3 separate regions of the Mus musculus genome follow, and regions 1 and 3 are each linked to region 2. The links are chromatin contacts, called in public HiCAR-type and HiChIP or PLAC-seq maps. All regions are on one chromosome and are shown on one strand. Each heading gives the region's core, a stretch centred on a gene start, on an enhancer-like site or on the middle of the called end of the contact. The rest is flanking DNA. Distances are from core to core; before and after follow the strand shown.

Region 1 (3,314 bases), core at 180-2,679, 1.6 Mb before region 2:
AACAACAAAAAATGTTACTAAGTAATGAATATTAAATGCATACACACATTCTCCTGGCTTTGATCTTTCCACAAAGCTGTGATATAGCTGCTTACTGTGGCTGCTGCTGCTGTGCTGTGCTGTCTTCCAAATCTTCTAGCTCTTACAAGGGCCACTAGAACACTTGTGACTATTCCCAAGAGATTCCCCAAGATTTGGCCTGTTGCCAAGGGAGAGTGGGGGAGTCATTAGAACCCCTTCTGGGATTTCAGCCAGTCCTTTCTGAGTGTCTCTGGCAGCTGCATGTAACTTTGTCTCAGGCATACATAGTCACATGGTCTGAGAGGTGACAGAGTGTGTGATGGATTAATGAAAGAGGAGACTATACCTATGCAGCTATGGGGAAGTTCTCATCCAATGTGGGGTGAGACATTTTAGTGATGTAGCTGTTTTGGGGTTCACCTATGCTCCTTTAAGTAACCCCTCAGTTGTGTTCCTAGAAGCAAATTCAACGAACTCTTTGATTTCCCAACCTAGACTTGAGAGGAGTCATTGCTAAGGTCTGTCATTAGAGCCCTATCTGTGGTGGGTAGAGGGTTTCATGTGTTCCTAGGGAAAAGTAATCTAACAGATGCACCCAACTTGTGCTGTCAGAAACTGAAAAGCCAATAAATTAAAATGAAAGAAAATTGGTATTTTGTGAAAACTGTCAGTAGTGATTTTGCCTGGTCTTTCCTAATGTGTCTGGGGTAGGGCAGAAAGAGGTTATGGGAAATGGTAATAAAGAAAGAAAATTCAAGGAGACTTAGATCATTGTGATGGTAGCCCTGAGAGATATTTTCCTCTTCAATTGAATCTATTCCAAGAGCAAACTTCAGGTTTGTGGGGAAATGTCTGTCTAATTCACCCTGGCTGTCTCTTGCCCTGCCCACGCTTGCTGGTGGTGAAGGTGCCCAGACCTGCTGGTGTGCCTGAGTAGTGTTAGAGGGAGGCTTCTGGGCTGGCATCGGATTCCCAGTTGGGTTCATGGCACAGAAAGGATGCTAACTAAAGTGACCCCATCTCTAGCGTGTCACTCACTGAGTACAGGTTCTTCTCTAATCCTCAGGAAAAGCAGGTGAAGGGGCAATCTTACCCCATCTTCCTGATGAAGAACCCGAAACACCGAGAAATGAAGATCAGCCCCCAAAGCTCATGCTTAGTCACTAACAGGGTTCAGAAGTCAGGGAAACTCTACCCTCGCGGTCTGGGTTGGCTTTAAGTACCTGTATGCCTTGTAGCCACTTTCCTCCGGAAGAGACAAATGAGGGTGGTCTCCAAATTTTGAAGGCAATCTTCTAGCCCTTGGCTGTGTGTGCCCCTGCTGGAGAAGAAGGGGGAGGAGGGAGTGGGGACCCAGAGGAGGGGAAGGCGGACCTTGAGAGAGAGAGAGTTTAAAAAGAGGAAGGAAGTGGGGCCCTGCAAGGCGCCTAACCACCCCAGCCAGCTTCTTCACTAGAGAACAGGAGGCTCTCAAGGCTCCGGTCTTGCCATGGCCCCCTGGCGCAAAACTGACAAGGAGCGTCACGGAGTGGGTAGGTGTGGGCAAGTGTGGGCACTGGGTCTGCGCTGCGGCAGAGGGCAGGTGGCTGGAGGCAGATGTGATGGGACCTGCAGGATGGGTGAGGGCAGGGCGGGCCATGCTAACTTATGGTCTGGAACGCAGTGCTTTCTCTCTGCTGCAGTCGCCGGGTTGAAGGAGAAAATGAAGGCAGAGAAAGTATATTCTTGCCTTCAGCCTCTCCCAAGTGCTTGCTCACACATCCTTAAGATGAGGTGGCCCCGCAGCTCTGTGTACCAGACTTTGCTTTGCACAGAGCACTCTCCATTAGCCAGTCTTCAAGCCACCATGGCTCTGTCCATCTCGTTTGCTGGTTTGCTCTCGGTCAGGTGACTCTGATCTAACTGCTCTAATATCCCAGGTATCCAGTTTGGGGCCGGGACAAAGCCAATGGGGTCTTTCATTAGAGCTTTTGAGAGAGTGAGTCCTGTCAAATTATCGGAGAAAACAGCCTCATCAGCTTCAGCCATCTAAGCTCCCAGAAGCCTCTGCTTCAAACTGGGGGCGGAAGTGGTGGCTGGGGGAAGGGAGGTGTCAGGTAATGTGACTCTAAGTGGCACCAGTGATGCAATCCTGCCAACTCTAAGTGAGAATTTAAAGGTTGACTGGGGGATTTCCATACTGCCAGATCGCAGATCTCCCCAAGAGAGGATGCTTCAACAGGCCGGGCCTGAGGCAGCTCAGAGGTGGGAGTGATAGATGCAGGGTGTGTGTGTGTATTCATGAGCCACAGTTTGAGAGTGGCTACTTTGGGGGTTCTCAGATCTATCCATCCTCTACAGGCAAGCATTTGGCACTGTGAGGCACTTTGAGATGAAAAGTCCCCAGCAGAGAACTGACAAGTCATATCTGCAAGGGGTCTCAGGTTCTCCATCCATAAAATGGGAAGTTTGAATTTGACTCAATAAAGGCTCCTTTAAAAGTTCAAAACTTCTCCAACTCCGGCCTTTCCACCTGGGGTATCCCCACTAGCAATTTATACAGGAACAGAAGGACTGTGAAAAGGGCAGGGGATGTGGGCGGGGCAACCTTGTGTCTTAGGGCAAATTAGCTGGCCTGGAGAAGCACGCTCAGAAAGGAAGGGCTCTTAAATCTGCTGTGAGGGGAGGCAAGGGTGTGGTGTGGGTTAAGTGGAAGCCTAGACCACACCCTTCCTCCCCCCACTCTATGACAGGTACTAACACTTTCCTATTTCATAGCATTGCATTGTGAAGGCCACTGGAGATGGTGGGCACAGGGCTTGGAGGGAGGCAAAAGGTTAGAGAAGTGTGAGGAGTTGAGACAGCTGGGCCATCTCTGGGTGCCTTAGGCAATCCCTACCAGGTTATTTTCCATTCCTGCTACAGCCTTGCCACAGGACTCCATCAGAGCTCCAGAGAAGGCCTGGGGTGGAAGCAGAGTAGACTCCTCCCAGGCAAGGCAGTGTGCTTAAGAAAGGCACAGCTTCTGCCTTGAGGAGTCTGGAGAAGGTTAGAAGTTTGGGTTGTGAAGTCCAACTTAAGTTCAAATCTAGACTTGTTTCTTCATCTGTAATGAGGTGAAGATGATGATGAGGAGGAGGAGGAGGAAGACGACAAAGATGATGACGGTCTGATGATATGGACCTGGGGTCATAATTGTAAAGCACTTGGTAAGACTCCTGGCCAAAATCAAGGGACAACTACAGAATCAAGATGGATTTAAAAGGATGGCTCTAATGCCAATTTCAGAGCAGTTGCTCCTAGTGAGAAGGTAG
Region 2 (3,298 bases), core at 469-2,968:
TAGTATGAAATACAGTTGTATAGTTGTCACTTGGTATCCACAAGAGATCAGCTAATTCCAGGATGATTCGTGCCCACACCCAAATATGCAGATGGGAAGATGTGTATTAAATAGCATGCTGTGTGTGTGTGGAGACAACTGTTGAAGCTGGGCATTGGCCATAGGATTCTGTTTTTATGTTTTAAAGCATGCTAAAAACTAATAAAAGCATGGAATAAAAAAAAAAAAAAGATAGTATTTTGTTGTAAGGTAATATACACAGCTCTTACTCATTGTACCTAAGCATGTGGCATCATTCAGTGACAACTAAGGCACCTAAAGTTTCGGGGAGGCAGGAAGAACTGAGTCTCTGTGTAGTCCTGCCTATCCTGGAACTTGCTCTGTAGACCACTGGTCTTGAACTCCTGATCCACTTGCCTGTGCCTCCAGAGTGCTGGGATTAAACCAGCATGAGCTGCATTTAAATAAGCTTCAGAATCCAGAAACAATCAAACTGTCTGGCTTGCACAGGCTCAAGGGGTATCAATGCTTCCTCCTGCACCTTCTCAGTTTGGATGGTCAAATTCTGTTCACCCGTTCTTTCCCACACTATACCCAGTCTATCTCTGTTTATTTTATTATTATTATTATTTTGGTTTTTCGAGACAGGGTTTCTCTGTATAGCCCTGGCTATCCTGGAACTCACTCTGTAGACCAGGTTGGCCTCGAACTCAGAAATCCGCCTGCCTCTGCCTCCCGCAAACTGGGATTAAAGGCGTGCGCCACCACGCCCGACTTTTTTTTTTTTTTTCTCTGTTTATTTACACACACAATTCTTCCAAGTTTCATGATTTTTTCCTTATAGTTGCAAACTGAAATTCACATATTGACAGATATCTCCGAATTTAGGATTTGATACGTAATGGGCTCACATGCATTTATATCTGACACGTCTCTGGAGTCTACAAACATTGGTACCATTATCTACATTCCTCCCCCAAATTCTTAAATATGCTAGCTCCATGTTGAGATAAAAAGATTAGGGCCGCTGTCAGAAAGCACCCAACGCTGAGGGATGTTCGTCAGGATTCATTTTAAAGCGCTAATTCCCAGCCGAAGATTCGTATTAAGGCTCATGAATTTCTAAAAAAGCGATAGGCCTTCATTTGGAATGATGAAGACGGCCTGCGTTTTCTCAGTTCTGCACGCTCTAAAGTTTTAGAAAGATGCTCTTTGGAGGCGACTGACTGGGTTTCTCTTTGGTCCCCAAATGACATAAAGCTGATAATTTTCGTTTTGAAAATGCTGCCTCAGAAAAGAGGTGCAAAAGCATGGCTGCGGGGAAAGTAGCCTAGATCCAGCCACTCCGCCCTGGGCTCCTGAAGCTACGTGAAAACGAAGAGCAAGCCTTCGAGCAAGCCAAATCCTGAGGTGATTATGCTTGTTCCAGGCCTACGGGGAACGGAGGGTGGAGAAAAGAGACGCTCTGTGGTTCCCTGGCTGCAGCCGCCATCTTTCAGGGTGGGCTGCGCACGCTCTCGGCCCTGGGCCCGCGAGCACGAGCGGAGAAGACGTGGAAGCCCTGAAAACCCAGAGCGAGGCCACAAAGAGAAAACGCGCCTGCGCTTGGGCGACAGTAGTGGAGGGACGGGGCCAGAGACGAACGCGCGTGCGCAGTGAGAGCCCGCCAAGCACCTGGAGGAGGAGGGGGGCGAGGTACCTAGGCGTGAGGATGAAAGGCGCACGCGCAAAAGCGCGACTGTGCGGGGAGTGGGAGGGATCCAGAGGAGGCTCGCGGAGGCAGGACTAGCGCAGATCTCGCGAGATCTCCTGCGACCATATATACGTGCGGAGAGCCCGCGTCCTTTCCTTGGCGTGATTCCGTCCTGCGCGTCTGTTCTGTGGAACAGGAGGCAGTTGTTTTCCGTCCGGCTTCTCCCACACCGAAGTGCGCGCCTCCACCTCATGGAAGACTCGATGGATATGGACATGAGTCCTCTTAGGCCTCAGAACTACCTTTTCGGTAACTGACTGGAGGGGGAAGCGTGTGCAGGGCCTGGTGATGGGGGGGGGGGCGGGAGCCCAGCCGAGGCCTGGCGTGTGGGGAACGCGGCGTAGGTGGAGGCCGGAGAGCAAGGAGGAATCTCCCAGGCCTTAGAAGCAGCGGCCTGAACACTAGGAAAGCCGCCGGAAAATGGGGCGGGAGCGGCCCAGCCTGTAGCCTCGGGTGTTAGGAGCGGCCGGCCGGCCGGCGAGGGTGCGACCTTGCCTGTGGCGCGAACTTGAGAGGCGTTTCTCCTGTGCACGAAAGCCCGCACGGTCGCTTCCGAGCTCCTTTTTTTCCTCTTGTGTTGAGCCACGGCAGGCGGCACGGGAGAAAGGGGCCTGTGGAGCGAGGCGAGGCCTACCTCCGCCCTGTTGGGGAGGATACATCTGCAGGCGCTGGGCTTTCCAGGGGCCGCATCTTGTATTCTGTGGCGACCGAGGGCTTCGCCCAGTAACGGGGAATGGTCCGAGCAGGCGCCCTGAGGCAGAAGGGGCAGCAACCCCTAGGAGCACGTGGTTGCCACGTGGTTGGGGGTTAGGGAGGGGGTGTGGGCTCTACATCCGGGCTCTCCGACTCTAGCCAACCTTCAGCCGTGGGATCTTGTGGCTTAGTTAAAAGTTCTGGGAGGGAAATGTTTATTTCATAGCCCGTGGCGTATGGGTTTTTGAGATCTTTGTTCATATCTTTCAGTATCCACAGTGATGGAGCCCCCCCTTTTTAATTTGCCTCTGGTAGGCGGAGTCAGCATCACGTTGCAGATAGCTGTACTGATGGCCCACGTGGCTTAATGTTAGGAGTACCCTTAAATCATCTACCTGGCTCTATCTAGAACTACTTTTTCTTGGGGTGGGGAGAGGGAAGGATCTGTTGAACAGACAAGATTCGCTTTAGCATCAAGGCTTTTGGGGATCACATCTATAGTCTTGCTGCCTACCCTACACCCAGTTTTTGTTTAAAAGAATCAGTTTGTTTTTCAGTGATTCACGTTTTAGCTTTTTAACAGTCCTGAGATTAAAGGAACAGTGAACTCTGCCACTCGTTCATTAATTCTAGTAGTGTTTATACCGATTTCACCATACTACTTTAAAGAGACTCATTAAGTCTACTGTGGAAACCAGCAATGTTGCCTCAATGTAGTTAGTACTATGAGAAAATTAAAGATTTTTTTTTTTAATGTTTCATTTGAGTTGATTTCACAGAACTTTAGGCTTTGGGTTTTGATGTAAGTATCATTGCTAGGTTTGCTTTCTTGTTTTTGTCTTACATACAGGC
Region 3 (3,541 bases), core at 6-2,505, 1.7 Mb before region 2:
CATTTAATGAAGAACTCAGTGGTGATTATATCTGCTTGATGGATCATTGTTGTTTATCTTAAAACAGTTCAGTCCTTTAAAGTCTGGTCTAGCTCCATCAGAAATAACGGTCTACAAATGAAAATGAAGTGAGAAAGTCAAAGGGTGTGGAGCATCAAGATATTAAAACTCAATGGAGGCAATGCAGGAAAGGGGAAAAATAAACACTGACTACTGGACACTGAAGGTAAAAAATCACTGGGGTACAGTGCAGGATTGGCCTCATGATAAAACAAACAAAAACAAAAAGAAACGCTGGTGATCTTGTCAAGAGACAATTTACTGTACAATATAACAAACTAATCCCAGCACTCCCGAGGCAGAGGCTGGAGGATCTCTGTGAGTTCATCGCTTGTCCGGTCTGCAGGGAGAGTTCCAAGACAGTCAGGGCTACATAGAGACCCTGTCTCAAAAAGCTAAATAATAACGATGATGATGAAACTGAATAGTGAAAACCTTCTCAGACGTTTTGTTATATAAAGAAAAACAAAACGGGAATGTTACTGACTGGAGTTTCCGATTCACTTTTGGAATGTGTCACTTCGGCACCTTCATCTACAGAGGGCAAAGATTCAACACAGTAAACCACGATAAAAGACATAGAGCCAAGCCCATAGATAAAAAAGATATGATGCCAGGTGCCAGTTACTAGAGCTCTCCAGATTTCCCATTGCTTAAAAGTGTAAAGAATAAGCAAGTTTACAAGGAATTTCTATTTAGACACGCATGCCCTCGAGCTGTACTGCAAAACCAGCTGGGTTCGTCTCAATAGCAGTCCTATTGCGGTGATTTTGAATTACTTAGGTTTTCTTTGGAGGAGACTTTAATTTCCTCTGCGCAAAGTGCAAGGGCTGGCAGGGTGGTTCGCAGTCCTAACTGGGGCGAGCCCAGTGGAAGGTGGCACTGTGCTGGCCCTGGTGAGACTCAACGCCTTAGCTCCTAAAGGCGACTGCAGGCGGGCCAGCGAGGGGCTGACAATACCTTCCGACCCGGCGACACTGGCGTTGGTAAAGACGACAACAAATAAATAAACCAGAGAAACACACTTCACTAAAAGCAGACACTTCTAAGAAAACGAAGCAGCAGGAACGCCCAAAAGCCCAAGTCGCGGAGCATGCACATGCGCAGTCTCTGCAAGGCGCCCCACTCGTTTGCCCCGGAGGCGCGGATTGGACAAGACATCTCGTGAGAAACGTGAGTTCTCGCGGGAACCGTATTCAAAAATCCCCGGCGCTTACTTAGCAGTGCTGCTGCCGAGTGAAGAGGGAGTTATTTCTGTGCTGAGGTGGAGTTAGTGTCACGAATCTGGGAGTCCAGTGCTCTCCGGACAGGCCTCCGGTTGCAGCAGCCAGGAAGCGTGAGGAGAGAGGTAAGGGCGAGCGTCGGGAAGGGTGAACCGGGAGGAGGTGGGAGGAACGCCTGTTCTCAGGAACCTGAGTTCTCTGGAGCCGCCTTCCGGGTCGGTGTAGTCTTCGGTCGGACCGCTTCGCTGCGGGTTTGACTGCAGAAGGATAAATACGGTGCTGGGTGGTCTGGGACCTCCGAGTCTTGAATTCTCCAGTACCCTTAGCCAGTGGTGCAGTCTGAATTAACTTACAATTATGTAGCAGACACACAGGACGGAGTCTCATTGTAACATCTCATTCGCTTATGTTTTACTTATTTACTTTTTTTGTTGTTTTTCTTTTATTCACATTATATCCCAATCGCAGCCCCCTCCCCACTTTCCTCCCAGTCCCGCCCCCCAATCCCTATCCCCACTACTACCCCTCCCTCTTTTCTCAGAGAAGGGGAGTCGTGTCCCCCCCCCCCCCCAGTACCACCTCATCCTGGGACATCAAATCCCAGCGGAGTTAAATAAGCATGTTCCAACCAGGCGGTCCAGGTAGGGTAAGGGGTACAATGGCAGGCAGCAGAGTCAGAGACAGCCCTGCTTCAATTGTTAGGGGACCTGCAGGAAGACCAAGCTGCATATCTGCTACACATACGTAGGGGGCCTAGGTCCAGCCCCTGCATCCTCCTTAGTTGGTGGTTCAGCCTCAGTGAGCCCCCATGGGTCCAGGTTGATTGACTTGCATGTCTTCCTGTGGTGGCCTTGACCCCTTCAGCTTGCTCAATTCTATCCCCTACTCTTCCTCACGAGACTCCCAGAGCCCTGCCTGATGCCTGATGGGCCTTTGCTTCTGCTTCCATCTGCTGCTGGGTTAAGCCTCTCAAGACACAGTTATGTTAGGGCTGCAAACATAGCACGGGGTCGTTAATAGTGTCAGGGGTTGGCTCTCTCTCATGGGATGGGTTTCAAGTTGTGCCATTCAGTGGTTCTGCTCCATCTTTATCCCTGAGCCTCCTATAGGCAGGAGAACTTTGGGCTTGAAAGTTTTGCTTGGGTTTGTTTATTTATCTATTCAATGATTACAGATTGCAGTGGTAACATTTTGGATGTTTGGGTTAAATGTTTTCACTTGTACTTATTTGTGAAAATGTAACTACCCCCACCCCCCAAAAAAAAGTTTAAAATCCGTTTGGCTGGCATGGTATTTCTGTTGATGCCTAGTAAGAATTCATGTGTTCTTAATCTAGTTAGATGCCTTTTACTCTTTTTGTTTTTGTTTTTGTTTTGTTTTGTTTGTTTTTCGAGACAAGGTTTTTCTGAATAGCCCTGGCTGTCCTGGAACTCACTTTGTAGACCAGGCTGGCCTCGAACTCAGATATCTGCCTGCCTCTGCCTCCCGAGTGCTGGGATTAAAGGTGTGTGCCACCACCTCCCGGCTTTTTTGTTTTTGTTTGTTTGTTTGTTTCCTTTTACTCTTTTTATCTTATAGAATCTCTAAGATAGATGAAGCAAGATGCTCACAAAACTTTTTCACATTGATGTAGCCAGTTGGATGTGGAAGTGAGCTTTGAGCTCAGATAGCTAGCTCATCCACAGAACTTGCTGACACTTAAATGCCTTATACGGGTTGGGTTTTTGAGAAGTTGTGGTGAAAAGTGATTAGCACACTAGGCTTTGGAGCTCCACTTTGATTTTTATGTCATTTAGCCACATCTGTGTATCGCCTACTATTTTCTCTCAAACCTATCCTATTTTGTTTTGTTTTGTTTTGATTTTCTGAGACAGGGTTTCTCTGTGTAGTCCTGTCTGTCCTGGAACTCACTCTGTAGACCAGGCTGGCCTTGAACTCAGAAATCCACCTGCCTCTGCCTCCCAAGTGCTGGGATTAAAGGCGTGCACCACCACTGCCTGGCTCTCAAACCTATCCTAACCAGGCTTTTGCCTCACTTCTCCACCTTGGGCCAGTGACCTGCAGTTTCCAGTTTCTCATCTAATTTGCCTTAGTATCATTTGCCGTGATGGTTTCTTTCCACCTCCTGGAGGAATTTTGTCTTTTTGGCTCCCAGAAACATTACATGCTTTCCACTTACTTCCTGAGTAGTACCTGAGGATACTTCCGGTCTTTCCTTCATAGCAGCCTTCTGTTCTGAGACTTGTCAGCAGTTTTGC

What was found. HiCAR-type assays count read pairs that join an accessible place to other places. HiChIP or PLAC-seq counts read pairs in DNA pulled down with a chosen protein or histone mark.
Region 1: an H3K27ac HiChIP or PLAC-seq map of large pre-B cells shows a contact between it and region 2, with 3 times the contacts expected there. The contact joins the promoter of Dock2 here to the promoter of Npm1 in region 2. A contact is called at or near these places in 1 of 39 promoter capture datasets (embryonic stem cells) and 2 of 115 datasets of contacts at active chromatin or transcription factors (large pre-B cells and thymic regulatory T cells).
Region 3: a HiCAR-type map of astrocytes shows a contact between it and region 2, with 4 times the contacts expected there. The contact joins the promoter of Spdl1 here to the promoter of Npm1 in region 2. A contact is called at or near these places in 3 of 39 promoter capture datasets (the C10 cell line, embryonic stem cells and pre-B cells), 1 of 115 datasets of contacts at active chromatin or transcription factors (astrocytes) and 1 of 9 other capture datasets (macrophages).

The regions. Positions count from the first base shown.
Region 1 is chr11:34,782,020-34,785,333 of GRCm38.p6, reverse strand. Dock2 (dedicator of cyto-kinesis 2) reads left to right here and starts at 1,429. Exons shown (of 52, transcript NM_033374.3): 1 at 1,429-1,553. The coding sequence starts at 1,511.
Region 2 is chr11:33,161,626-33,164,923 of GRCm38.p6, reverse strand. It overlaps Npm1 (nucleophosmin 1), which reads left to right and starts at 1,718. Exons shown (of 11, transcript NM_008722.3): 1 at 1,718-2,002; 2 at 3,297-3,298. The coding sequence starts at 1,945.
Region 3 is chr11:34,831,355-34,834,895 of GRCm38.p6, reverse strand. Spdl1 (spindle apparatus coiled-coil protein 1) reads left to right here and starts at 1,255. Exons shown (of 12, transcript NM_027411.2): 1 at 1,255-1,408.